Regions from separate parts of the Sus scrofa genome. Here all the other regions are linked to region 1. Evidence: chromatin contacts called from public Hi-C and targeted proximity ligation data. All regions are on one chromosome and are shown on one strand. The core of a region is the stretch at or near the end of the contact, and the rest is flanking DNA. Distances in the headings are between cores, read along the strand shown.

Region 1 (4,635 bases), core at 1,044-3,543:
CGCCGGTCTGCACTCAGTGCTTGAATGACCTGCCCCCGCTCTGGCCAAAGAGTTTTCCTCCAGAGACCAGGGGCAGGAGGCGGGGAAGGGGGTCCCTGCCCGGGAGACCCGGCTTCCAGGGCCCGCCCGCCCGCCGCCCTTAACCCAAGGTTTACTTGGCCGACCCTGGACCCAGACAAGCCAGTGTCGTCAGGATGTGGAACATATTTGAGCAGTTTAATGTGGTACCAAACGGAGTCCGAACAGGAGCTGTTCATGGGTGAAGCAGCATTTAATGCTGCATATAAAGCAATGCATATTTTTCGAGTTAAAATGCATATATCTACATAGATGTGCTTTGCTAAGAAGTTAGGTCTGTTGTAGACCAGAAACCACACATTGTGATTTCTTGTTTTATTTTTTTCTTAGAGAACATTTCTATTGACAGTAAATATAGTTAATATGTAAATAATGTACATATAGATTGATTTCTGGAGTGCTTGTTCTTCATTGTATAGACTCCCACAAGGCGCATGAAGAAATAGCCTATATTGACATTTTGCTGTAAAGTGAGCAGTAACGTTGCAGGGTGTGTGGCTGTCAGACTGCAAATAGTGTGTTCATTAAATAAAAACACGCTGTTAAAACAACACGGCCTATGACTGGCTTCTTTAAAATAAGGAGACTCCCCGCACCCGTCTGGGGTCTGTCTGTACCTCCAGTCTGGGGCCGAGAGCCCGTGGCTTGTGCCCTGGAGATGTTGAGACAGTGAACGCAGAGGAAGAAGCCCATGAGCAGCGTCGGTGAGTAAATGGGGAAAAGAGCGGGAAAAAATAAATGAAAAAGACACAAAAAAGGTTTAATTTGCTGCCATTTATATACTATATAAATTTTCCATGCTGTATATTTACAGTGGGGCAAGTGCTTTTTTAATCTTTAAAAAAACAAAGATCAAACTTCTTTAGACATCTCTGAACAACACAAACTGTATAAACCATACAGATTATTCAGATACGAACTGTATCAAATACAGTTTTCCCCACTCCATCTCCTGATGCAGGACCAGTGAATTATAAGTGTATCACAGTTTGATAGCATATCCATATTAAAAATAAAATCACAGTATGATTTTGTCTGTAACTAGAAACTTTAAGGGACCAAGCCGACAACTCAGACTCCAATATCATAGTCAAGACAAGAGACACTGTATAAAAAAGTTAGGTAATAAAAACATACTGTAGGCCTTACAAATAATGTTTGGATTATACATTCATAATGTAAATACGCATCATAACTGGTAAATTGATTGGAATAGTTCCACGAAGTTCAAAAACAGAACTTGTCTATAAAATACATCTTCAAATCTTGAATACAACTAAAATATGAAGCAAATTAGTTTCTAGTATCAGACATTACAGAAAACAGACTGCTCTCAAAAGTCTCATTGAGAGCGTGTGAATCTTTAAATAAGTTTTTAAATTAAATATACACACTGTCAGTTTGTACTTTTAATAATTCCATGGTGTCCCGGCTGGTCTTGCACCGGCTAGCTAACTCGGAGGAGCGTTACATGGAATACGAGTGATCAACCTGAGTCTGTGATTAAGCAGCATTTGAGATGTTCTAGTCCAGGGCGTTATTTCAATGTGATTTATATACACAGTATTTTACAGTGGTCAGCAGTTGTAGAAAGTGTTCGTCCATTTGGAATAAGGGTAATTAAGAAAAGGTAAAAACTAAAAAAAAAAGTCCTCCATGGTAAAATCTGTACAGTATTTACTAAAGAAGCACCACGCAGATTTGAACAAAGTTATTTTCTCTATAATTTAAGCTGGGTTGGGGATGGCTTCTGTTGAACACGTTGAATCTGAAAGACAGCAGGCAACAGGCGTTAGTTAGTTAGTCGGCCAGAGGCAGGAAGTTGGAACAAAGGGCCCAGGGAGGTCCCCCCACCCCGGCACCCACCCGGGGCGGGGGGTGCGGGGGGGGGGGCACTCCTCTTCCTTAGGCAACCGCCCTCCTGAAGGGCAGTCCAGGAACCAGGCGGTTCTAAACGCAGGAGCCCAGGCAGCTGGTGCCGCTCCCTCGAGGAGGGCGCCACCTGCTGGGCGCGGGTCCCGCCCGCCGGGCCCCCGCTGCGCTCGTCCCGCCCTCTCCTCATTCCTGACTCGGGCGTAGACCTGGCCCGGAGCACGCACTGGCCACGGGCGTGAATCAGCTGCGAATTAATCTGCAGACGGTTCCGGACATCCATTTAACCCCCCCTTTGCTGAAGTTACCCGTCTGGACGAAACTGCCTTCCCAGAGCCCAGGGGCTGGCTGGCCGCCCCCGCGCCCCAGCACGTCAGGGCTCACGCCACCAGGTCCTGCCTCCCAGGGCCGCCGAATGAAACCAGTGGAAAATGACACCCCACGCCTGATGTGCTCCCCCAAAGCGCCCGAACCTCAAACAAAGCCAAGTCCTAGTTGTCTGAAGCAGGCCTGAGATCTAGCGAGGCTAGGGCTCCAGGCTGGGCACGGTACCCACAGCTGGGGGAGGCTGGGGGTGCCCGGAGCTCAAGGACGGGTGGGCGGGGAGGGATCTCCTCGCTCAGGCCAACTGGGAGCTGCGTCTGGGTTGAGGCGATGGCTTCTCCAGCTTTCAAATGTTTATCAAGTGACTGTTGATTCTGAAGCTTCAACCTTCCCTCCTTTTCTTACCAGGAGGAGGGAAGGGAGCGACTGAGTTCAGGGACCCAACCCTCTCCCCCGCCCGGGTAGCGGCTCCGTCTCCCTCTGCTCCCAGCGCCGCCCGCGGCCCAGCGCTCCTCTCTGGGGCCCCCTGGTGGCTCCCCGAACGACTAGGCAAACAGACGTAGGCCGACAGCTTACCGTAACTAGTGAATTCTTTGCTCTGAGGCCAAGTTTTCAATCACCTAAAAAGCAAAGGTTGGGAAACAGATTTTAATGATGGTTTTACAATACGTTTAGGGCCTATGCTCTGTGTGCATTAGGTAATCACACTTAGGACCAGTTCTCAGTAGCTCGTTGCCTGAAATCAGTCCTACATGAGGAGGAGCACGGATGAGCTGCAGCTCTGAGTTTTACTGAAAACAGTTCATGTGATGCCTGAGGGCCGCATCCCCACGGAAACAGCCCACTCTCACCCCAGCAGAAGGCATTTGGGCGTCAGGCAAGAACAGCTCTTAGGCCAAAGACACTGAGTTCAAAGGTGCCAGAGAACAGGAGTCTGAAAGAGGTAAATGGTCAAGGGACCAGGACAGCAGACACACAGGCAGGCAGAGTTCCGTCCTCCGCCCCCCCAGAGATGCTCGGCCTGGGGGCCCTCGGTCAGCTCACAGCACAGGTGCCATCACGTCCAGGACAGGAACAGGGCCACCACCTGACCCCAGACACGCAGCCGGACTACCAAGTGTCCGCTGCTGGGGTTCGCCTGCCACTCTCCCTCCCCTGGGGCCGGCTCTGTGGGCGAGCTGGTGGCCTCAAGCGGTGCTCCTTGCAGGAGACCCGCAGGGGGAAGGGATGATTTTGGCCAAAGCGCAGAATCCCTGCAGGCCCACTGCGCACACAGAGCCCTCGCTGCTTCACCCCAGAGGCCAGGCCCCTCCCCCAAATCACTGAGCCGTTCGTGGGAACCAGTGTGCAAAGGCAACAGTGCGCAGAAAACACACAGCACGCAGCCTCTCAGCTTCCTTTTCCTGCTTGACTCTTCCCACTGGCTCCCAATGCCGCCAGCAGGGCCCCCCCACCAGGACACCCACCCTGCACGCTCTGCTCCTCTCACACCAGTGTGCTGCGGGCCACCTGTGCCTCCAGCGACAATCGAGTGACTGTGGCCGAGGGGCGGGCCTGCCCCCTGAACACCTGGTGCCTCACCCAGGTCCCTCACAGAGGGGAACCTGGGGACCTTGGGCATCCAGGGCTAGGTCAAGGTCCCGAGGGTGCACCCCAGCGTCAGGGCGGGGGTCGGCAAACCCATCCCCGGACGACTCCGACGCTGGCACAGGGGACGGGCGGGCCAGGCTCCAGCGGCTTTACTGACGGTTCAGTTTCAGGTGAAAGGAGACCTTCTCTGTACTTTTCCAGCCTCACGGGTGGGCTACGCAAGCGCGGGCTACGCAAGGGCGGCCTCAGGCTGCAGTCTGCTGACCCCCGTTCTTGGGTCCCACCCCCAAGGCCCGGACACATCCTCCCTGTCCCCTCCCCCACCCATCCTTCCAGGGTCGAGGGTCACTGGATCAGCCAAGAAAGTTGGGGGGGGGGCGCTGCTTTAAGTGCACAGGGGAGAAAAAACTAGGAAATTACGAAGGAAGACAATGCCTCGCAAAGCAGACAAGAACCCCGGATGCCAGCGGCCTGTGCTAACCCAGCGCTCGGAGCCCAGGCCCCATGGCACAGTTGCCTGGCCTGGCAGGAGGCCCACCGTGGCCGCCCAGGGAGCTGGCCACCCAACTGTGACCATGGGTTCTACGCAGATGCTGGAGGCGCAAGGATTCGGGAGAGAAGGAACGTAACCACAGAAACATTTCTATCAAAAATGACTTAAAACCAAAAGTTCTGGTCCACAGACGCCCAGAGCCACAAAATCCAGAGGTTCCCTGCCAGAGGATCTGCTGGGCCCAGCTGCACGGAACGCAGGGGCACGTGAACCAGCCC
Region 2 (4,635 bases), core at 1,190-3,689, 160 kb before region 1:
CGGAGTTGTCACTTTTTGGGTACAGCTGAAAAGAAACAGAAAAGACGGTATTGTCTGAGACAAGTTGACGTTTTTTTCCAGTTAGTATATTTTTGACTTTGTTTATGATGTATTTTTGCCATACTGAAGTTTACGGAGTCGCATTTAATAGTCTTTTTTGACTTATGGGTTTTGTCATAGAAAGGCCTTCCCAACTCTGAAGATCTAAGGAATTCGCGTGTAACGTATTCTGGTGCTAATATATCATGTTTTACTTTTAACTGTAAAGTGTTGGAGTTTATCTGGTATTTGGTGTACAATATTGATCCAAAACGACCTTTCTACAGACAATACTGCCAGGGAAAACCGTGTGTGTCCTTGTACATACGTTCACTCAAAGGTGTGCTTCAAGGGAGTTCCCGTGGTGGCACAGTGGTTAACGAATCCGACTAGGAACCGTGAGGTTGTGGGTTCGATCCCTGGCCTTGCTCAGTGGGTTAAGGATCCGCGTTGCTGTGAGCTGTGGTATAGGTTGCAGACTCGGCTTGGATCGGCGTGGCCTGGCTGTGGTATAGGCCGGCGGCTACAGCTCCGATTTGACCCCTAACCTGGGAACCTCCATATGCTGCGGGAGCGGCCCTAGAAATGGCAAAAAGACCAAAAAAAAAAAAAAAAAAAAAGTGTGCTTCAAGCAGACAGCCCTTTGCTTGGTACACGTTCTGATGCTAATGCCCAGACTGGGGCAGGACCTCAGCAAACACTTGCTGATTCAGTCTGCAGCAAAAAGTTGTAGGTGTAGAGTCCCAAAGGAAAGATTATACTCATTTGTAAATAATTTGTGAAGTTATTGCCCACTTTCTCTCCACTGAGGTTGTTGAACTGTGTGCTTCCTCCAGCAGTGGGGGGTGCCTGGGGGTTCCCTCCCCTTCAGCCGTTCCAGTCTGGGCCTCTGCCCCCCCACCACGAAGCCTGCAGTGGTCAGGCCACTTCCACGTTGCCATCCAGTGGTTCCTTTGTCCTCAGCAGCCTTTTGTCCTGGTTCCCTAAAACGCTCTTCTGGCGTGGTACTAACAGCTGTTTATTGGATGTGAGGGATGCTGGTCAGAGAGGGCTCGGTGCTTTTGCACGTTGAGGCCTCACGACAGCCTGAGGAAAGAGGACACAGCCAGCTCGGCCCACCCTCCTCGCCCCTCGGACCTGTGAGTGCATCTTGGAGCATCTTGGTGGCGGAAGGAGGCGACAGGGCGGTGACCTGCAGGAGCTGTGGAGCCGGTTAGCGCGCAGGTGTGATTTGGCTTCGCCGAGTGGTCCGTGGCAGGAACTCAGTATGTGTGTCTGCTTCCTGTGGTTATGATTCAGTTTAACGCAGAGATGACCAGCCCTTCCTCTTTCTCATCCTCTACGCTGTGAAGCAACTTGAGGAATTTGTTTCAGCCACCTCCTCAGTCTGGTGGTTTTAGTTGTGAGCTCAGTGACCTCAGTGACAGTAAGTCCACTAAGATTAACACCTGAAAGCTGAGAGGCTGTGATACTTACATGTGGAATCTAAAACATAATTAAAATGAATGTATGTGCAAAACAGAAACAGACTCACAGACATTGAAAACAGAATGTGTACATGTATGTGTAACTGGGTCACCATGCTGTACAGGAGAAAAACATTGTATTGGGAAATAACTATAAAGAAAGAAAGAAAGAAAACCAGTGGTTACGGGAGGGGGAGGAGGGAGGGGCAGATTAGGGTTTGGGATTAACAGATGCAAACTACTGTGTATAAAACAGATAAGCAACAAGGTATTTTGTACAGTCTAGGAAATTAGAGCCATCATCTTGGAATAACTTTTAGGGGAGTCTGTGAAAATACTGAATCACTCTGCTGTACACCTGAAATTAATACAATGTTGTAAATCAACTATACTTGAATTAAAAAAAAAAAAAAACCGTGAAGGTGGCCTTGGAGCAGTTGGTGAGCCTCCTCAGGCAGGACCCGCTCCAGGCCCATTGTCCACCCTGGCCGAGCAGCACCTGCTCCTTTCGCTGTGTCCCCACCCCCACACAGCCCCTCTGGGAATAGCCTTGCCAGCTGGCTTTCAGGGCATAGAGGCTGGGTTATTTTTAGTTTCTAGAGCGTTGGTATCCAGACCGTCAGGTCCCTGAGGCCATTAATAGCTCAGGTTGGGGAAGGGACAGTGACGGCAGCCCAGGAGGGCAGCCGCCGCCTAACTGGGTCAGACCCACTGTCACGCAGCAGGCCCGCTGTCTGCAGCCGCGGGACTCTTGCGGAGGACCCTGGACAGGCCCACCCTCTGGCCTCTGATTGTGTTCTCAACCTTTGTCACCTTTTGGGGGGGGGGCCCAGGGGGGAGGTAAGGAGTGAGTAAGCTCAGAAACGTCTCCCAGTCCTGCGCTTCCCTTTTCCTGATTTATACTGTCTTGAGCTTCACAACAGACTTCCTCATTCTGGGGGGCAGGTCTCCGCTTTTGTGGGTATACTGTTTTGTGATCATTCATGCTGCTTAGTAGTTTGTAGACTTAACCTGGAGGGTTAGGAGTGGGCGATGACGGGCCAGCTGCGGCCAAGGACAGTTGGCCGTGTCGTCGAGCGTGCTTTGGCACTCTGGTGTAGTAGAATGTATGCAGTACCGTGAGAGTAAACCACAGCATCTGTTTCACCACAGTGGCGTGTGCATGTTCAGAAAGTATTTGAAAGTTGTTTTGGGCTCTCAAAATATAAGTAAAGTGTGTAACAGTCTAATGGGGGAGAGTTGGCCAGTTGAGGGCTTAGAGCCGAAAGGTTTCACCGACCTACTGTAGTTGTTAAGAGAATTAAATAAATACATAGTTTATTACTGGACATACTTAAGAACTACAAGACCTTATTCTGTCATTATTAAGTGCAATGATTATTATTACAGATTGTATGATTACACTAATGATATCTAATATAAGACATATTAATATGATTCTGGCAATACGTCATCTTTCTGAATGGTACTAAATCCTTGTACAAGGACATAGTAAAAGTGTTAGAAATTAATTTTCCTGAGAGTTGGCCCTTATTAAATGACCTGTTTTTTTTTCAGACTTCAAAAATACATATTTAGGAGTATTTCCATTTCAGGAAAATACTCATCCTTAGTACATCTCAGATCAGTAAAATAAATGTAAGGTTTAAAATAATATGCTTTGCACAGTTCATTTGCAAGAACTGTCGAGAGAAGTTAATTAGATTTGACTTGGTGAACTTTGAAAGTGTTTATTTTGATTCGTAGCCAGAATTGCATCTCTTAAAAGGACAGGTGTAACTATGCGTGGTGATAGATGTCCTACTGTGATCATTTTGCAATATATACAGATATCAAACCATGTTGCACACCTGAAACTAATCTAATGTTATGACAATTATATCTAAATTAAAAAAGAATTGCACCTTATGTTTGTATAGGGCTTTTTTTACTGCTCAAATATATTTGTATCTGTTGTTACGTAGTGTAATGGTCACTTGTGTAGATACAAAGTTTCGAGCATGCCCCATGGAGAGATGTATCTACCCACATGATGTAAATAAGCATATATATATATACGTACACTTATTTATAAACCATGTATTTTGCACTACCAAAATATGGTATGTATTATAAAACACAGAAAAAGTGACAAGATAAGAATGAACTAGGCAAAAATGTTCTGGTGTCTTCTCCCATACTCCTTGAGGTGGGGTCACTCCGTTTTAAAGGCAGCTGGGCTGGTGGACCGTGTGGGGAGTTCTTCCTTCGGAGTTTACCTGCCACTGACTTAGTTGTTGATGCAGGAAACATTTCTAACTGCCGTCTCATTGAAGCGTGCAGTGCCGTCGGGCCTGCGACCCTGCGTTTTCCCCGGGGGCTCTTTCGTCTTCCTCCTTGGCGCCTCTGCTGGGCCCCTGGCCGTCTGGTCAGTGGATCTTGGAGATCCTGGCTTTCTTTATCTCCTCTCTGGATGTGTTGCAATAGGGCCGTCATTCTTCTGCCTCCCCAGAGCTGGCGACTGAACCTGGGCCCCAGCTCTGAGGTAGAATGTTCACTGATGCAGCAGCTTGCCAGAGCCCCAGGGTCCAGCACTGCTGCCCAACCCCAGCGGCCCCCACCTTCCGCACTGCTGTTCTCCCCTCTGGGTACATAACCCCTTCCCTAACCAGGATCGAAGGCCAGGAAACCTGCATCTCGCCAGTCACATCAGAGGGAGGAGACTGCAGGGTCTCTCCTCTCTCCTCTCACAGGCTCACTTCTTCCTTTCTCTTTCTCTGCTCTATCCAAATAGCCTCCTCCTGGGCGAGATTCCTTTCCATTCTCGCCACCACACTGCAATCGAGGACTTGATCTAAAATGCAAATCTGGCCGTCGTTTCCAGGCTGAAGAGCCCTCAAGTGGCGGCTTGTCACCTGCTGGGTGAACTCCAGCTCTCGGCCAGTGCCTCCCGCTGCTGGCCCCTGGTTGGCGCCACAGCCCCATTCCTTAGCCCTCTTTGCTTTCTCCTTCAGCCTCCAATAATACTTGCTTTATTTTCTTCCCAGGGTACTCTTTAAATTTCCAAATAATTTATACAGTCGTATAGCTCAACAGTCTCTCGGTTCCACGGGACGGGTTAAGAGAAACAGCAGTTTCCTGCCTCAGGTTT
Region 3 (4,635 bases), core at 1,194-3,693, 150 kb before region 1:
AACTTCCATATGCCGCAGGTGGGGCCCTAAAAAAAAAAAAGATAAGAAGATTTTTAATAAAGTAAGTGTGTGATTTTTTTTTTTTTTTAACTTTCAACACGCATCAATATTAGACAAAAACCCCATTCTCTTGAAGGGGAGGGAAAAAACCTCATGAGTTTGCACATGGTTTTCTGTGAGCATTTGCTCTACAAAAAGGGATTGTCTTAGTGTCTCACTTGTAATCTTACTCACGCGTGTATAAGTCAGGCTTCTCCAGAGAGACAGAACCAGTACGATGCACATGAAATCAGAAGAGCGAAGTTACTTTGGGCAGTTATGGAGGCTGAGAGGCACCAGCTGGAAAACTGGGAAGTTGCATGGCTTCACCCTCCAGGACCAGGGGAGTTGCTGTGGTGGCACAGTGGAAACGAATCTGACTAGGAACCATGAGGTGGCCAGTTTGATCCCTGGCTTCCCTCCGTGGGTTAAGGATCTGGCGTTGCCGTGAGCTGTGGTGTAGGTTGCAGACATGGCTCGGATCCTGCGTTGCTGTGGCTCTGACGTAGGCTGGCGGCTACAGCTCTGATTAGACCCCTAGCCTGGGAACCTCCATATGCCATGGGTGCGGCCCTAAAAAAACCCCAAACAAACAAAAACCCTCCAGGACCAGAAGCTAGAGCTCCAATGTCAAGGGCAGGACAAGGTGGACGTCCCAGCTCAAGAAGGGGCAGAAGTGGTCCTTCTGCCCTTCTCATCGTATCCAGACCCTCAGAGTCTTGGATGATACCACCCCAGGTTGGTTTGAACCAGTTTTCACTCAGCCTACTGATTCAAATGCTAATCCCTTTCAGAAACGCCCTCACGGGCACACCCAGAAATAATGTCTCACCAGCCATCTGGGCGTCCCTGGGCCCAGTCCTGGTGACACATAACATTGACCTTCACAGCAAGGCCTTCCTCTCTGGATGGAAGATGTGGGAGTGGAACAGGGGCCATGGGCACAGAAGGCCTTCCCTCTCTTGCCTTTATTTTACATGATTTCGAATCTTTAAAGCCACATTTTGTTCTAGTTTTTTCAATTAAAAGTTGTTTTCTTGCACTGTAAACCCGCTATAATGGAAAAAACAAAAATCATTATAAAATAAATTGTTTTATTGAAGTATAGTTGATTTACAATGTGTTCGTTTCTGGCATACAACAAAGTCATTCAGTTATTTATGTACATATATAGGTATTCTTTATTTTCTTTAACTTTTTGGGGGCTTTTTTTGGCCACAGTCATGGCATGTGGAAGTTCCCAGGGCAGGGATCCAACCTGCACCACAGCAGTCACCCAAGCTGTTGCAGTGACAACACTCCAGGTCTTTGTTTTAAAATGTAGTTTTAGGGAGTTCCCTTGGTGGCACAGTGGTTAATGAATCCGGCTAGGAACCATGAGGTTTCGGGTTCGATCCCTGGCCCCACTCAGTGGGTTGAGGATCTGGTGGTGCTGTGACCTATGGTGTAGGTTGCAGACACGGCTCAGATCACGCATTGCTGTGGCTATGGTGTAGGCCGGAGGCTACAGCTCCAATTATGCCTCGGGAAGCGGCCCCAGAAAAGGCAAAAAGACCAAAAAAAAAAAAAAAAATAGTTTTTACTCTAATTCAAAAAGATATATGCCGGAGCTCTTGCTGTAGCTCACTGGTAACGAACCCAACTAGTGTCTGTGAGGACGTGGGTTCAATCCCTGGCCCTGCTCAATGGGTTAAGGATCTGGTGTTGCTGTGAGCTGTGGTGTAGGTTGCAGACGCGACTTAGATCCCGAGTTGCTTGTGGTAGCTGTGGTGTACGCCGGCAGTTGCAGCTCTCATTCAATCCCTAGCTTGGGAACATCCATTTGTGTGGCCCTACGGAAGACAAAAACCACCAACAATGAGCCCTTGGCCTTTTTTTCATTGAATTCTAAGCATTTTTATTGTCCAAGAGCAATGGGCTTTAGAGTCTCTTTCAATCTTGCACTTTTGGGAACACGTCATCCTCTCTTAAGCTGTCCCCAGACCTGGTTTGTAGGAAGGGACGTGGGCTACAGCCTTCAGCACAGCCCAAGGGAAATACAGACTCAGGTTTACAGCTTGACCTTGGCTCTGGTGGCAGGACAGTTCGCTGGACTTGAGAGGCTGCCTGGGAACATCCTCTGCTGCCCCCTGTGAGGCCACGAGGCGACTCAGGATGTGCACGAGGTCGGCGTGAGAAACTGAGGTGGTCTTGGAAGCTGTGGCCCCCTGGACCTTCGGGCTCAGGGAAGAACCCTTGGGCTGCTTCCCACGCGAAGCCGGACTTGGCTTCCTCCTCATCACCTCTAAAAATAGGACTTGGAAGTCATGGCCCCTGTGATGTAATGCATCTCAGTCATGGGCAGGAAGTGATGCTTTCCTGCCAGGCCCGCAGTGTCCTCAGGAGATGAGCTGGGAAGGACATTCCTTCTCCTGTTTCACGATAGGAACGTCAGAGCGCTTAGGGCTGCTTTTTGCAGCCAGAGAGGTCAGACTGGCTATATTTGGGTGACGCTGGATGTGTGTGCCTCACAAAGTCTGGTGTTGGTAACCTCGCCCTCCATCCGCGTGAACTGTCCTGGGCTCCGTGAGGCTCATAAAAGCGGTGGCACGTCCTCATTAGGGAAATACACGCATAGCATTCTAAGGATGAGAGCAGACTGCAGAATTTGGCTCCCTGGCCCTACTCGGGGATTGAGAATTTTGTGCAACAGACCGAGGACCAGCGGACCAGGGCTCGAAGCATTTGGCAAGAGTAATTTTTTGTTTTCCAGGATTTGCAGTGAGAATCCAATGTCTTGGAATTCCCTGGTGGCTCATCGGGTTAAGGATCTGATGTCAGTTTGACCCCTGGCCCGGGAACCTCTGCTTGCTGTGGGCGAGGCCAAGATAAAAACTTGCCTTCATTTCATTGCAATTGTGTGTCAGACTCTAAGCATAAACAGCTAAGTAAGACAGAAGTCAACCTGGGACGTCCATGGTCTGGGGAGAAAAGTGACAAACCAGACTGCCGAGGAGTGCCAAGAAGTCACCCTGGAAGGTGCTGGAAGGGGTGCTCAGACTCTTGCTCACTACACTGCCGGCTCCTTGGAGAGATGCTGCTTCCACAGGAGCCCCTCCAGCCCCGGCAAACGGGTCCACGGAGGGTTGCCAAGCCCTGCGGGTGCTGTCAGCCTGTTCCTGGAGCTGCTCTTTACAGCATACAGTTCCTGGCTCGGAGGAGCAGGATTTCACCTCCCAGCCCTGGACAGAGACCTGAGCGCCCCTGAACCCCTCGTCCTTCCCACTTGCAAGATCCAAAGCCCTCCAGTCTCAGGCGAACCCAGCCCTTCACTATCGCTGCCCTATAAAACCAGACAGACTGAATGTCTCCTTCCTGCCCAGTGGCTCTGCTCCCTCACCGAGTCGTCCAAGGCTGCGTCCTCTCCTTGGTGGCCGACGGCCAGCTCCCACTGCAGCCCGTAGCACCAGCGCCAGCCCTGTCCTCCTCGGTTCTTTACCCAAGAAACACCCTCATCTCTGTGACATGATTGTTCAAAACAAACCAGCTGTAATGGGAGTTCCCATGTGGCGCAGTGGAGATGAATCCGGCTGGGATCCATGAGGATAAGAGGATGCAGGTTCGATCCCTGGCCTCATGCGGTGGGTTAAGGATCTGGCATTGCCATGAGCCGTGGTGTAGGCTGGCAGCTGCAGCTCCGATTTGACCCCTAGCCTGGGAATGTCCATATGCCTCGGGTGCAGCCCTAAAAAACCAAAGCAAAAAACCAAACTGAAAAACTGAGAACCAGGAATGAGAGTGAAATTTGGCTTCCTTGCTTTGAGTAATTCGTTATAAGCTCTAATGTATGAAAAACCCACTTCCTTAAGGTAACAAATGGGGAGAAGCCACAGTAATTGGATTTGCTATTAAGTGGGTGTATTGCTACCAAATTGAACAGAAAATTACTGGGAACATTTGGAGTGAGAATGAAAGTGTCTCAGATGTGGTGACGGGGACCAGCCAGCCCTCCTGCTCCCGTTCCCTGGGCGGCTGCAGCGCTGATGCTTCCCTGAGCTTCTTGGTCCTGCGGCCTGTCTGGCCCCCAGGGGCACCCGGACCTCCCACTGGCTGCGGGCTGACCCCTTTTTTCTACTCTCTTCCAGGCTTCGTGGGATCCGGCCTGCTGTCCTTTCCCTTCCTAGCTGCCAGCAAGGACTCTGGTTTCTTACAATTCCCTGTCTTCAGATCAGGCCCCGTCTCCCACTTCCTGGTCATCCCCCCAAACACAAGAGCTGATCGGCTTAAAGACTTCAGTGCAGTTACCCTAAGGAAAGAAGAACGTAAGGCAGCAAGCAAGAGGAACTGGGGGAGTTCCCGTCGTGGCTCAGTGGTTAACGAACCCGACTAGCATCCATGAGGACGTGGGTTCCATCCCTGGCCTCGCTCCGTGGGTTCGGGATCTGGCATTGCCATGAGCTGTGCTGTAGGTCGCAGATGGAGCTCGGATCCTGTGTTGCTGCGGCTGTGGTGTAGGCCGGTGGCTACAGCTCCAATTGGACCCCTAGCCTGGGAACCTCCATATGTCTCGGGTGTGGCCCTAAAAAGACAAAAGACAAAAAAAAGGGGGGGGGGACC

The links. Hi-C and Micro-C count contacts between places; a contact is called where the count stands out from the background.
Region 2: a targeted proximity ligation map of skeletal muscle shows a contact between it and region 1. A contact is called at or near these places in 1 of 5 promoter capture datasets (liver), 11 of 47 Hi-C or Micro-C datasets (adipose tissue, blood, embryonic fibroblasts and 7 more) and 2 of 2 datasets of targeted methods (alveolar macrophages and skeletal muscle).
Region 3: a Hi-C map of subcutaneous adipose tissue shows a contact between it and region 1, with 5 times the contacts expected there. A contact is called at or near these places in 2 of 5 promoter capture datasets (fetal skeletal muscle and liver), 28 of 47 Hi-C or Micro-C datasets (adipose tissue, alveolar macrophages, blood and 16 more) and 2 of 2 datasets of targeted methods (alveolar macrophages and skeletal muscle).

The regions. Positions count from the first base shown.
Region 1 is chr3:5,001,573-5,006,207 of Sscrofa11.1, forward strand. USP42 (a long non-coding RNA gene) reads right to left here. Exons shown (of 18, transcript XR_002342221.1): 17 at 2,851-2,894; 18 at 834-1,846. CYTH3 (cytohesin-3) reads left to right here. Exons shown (of 13, transcript XM_021086079.1): 13 at 1-629. Among named protein-coding and RNA genes, the nearest start is that of USP42, 44 kb to the right of the region's middle.
Region 2 is chr3:4,838,427-4,843,061 of Sscrofa11.1, forward strand. All of the region lies in intron 2 of LOC110260073 (alpha-2C adrenergic receptor-like), which reads left to right. Among named protein-coding and RNA genes, the nearest start is that of RAC1, 37 kb to the left of the region's middle.
Region 3 is chr3:4,856,113-4,860,747 of Sscrofa11.1, forward strand. No RefSeq gene overlaps it. Among named protein-coding and RNA genes, the nearest start is that of CYTH3, 42 kb to the right of the region's middle.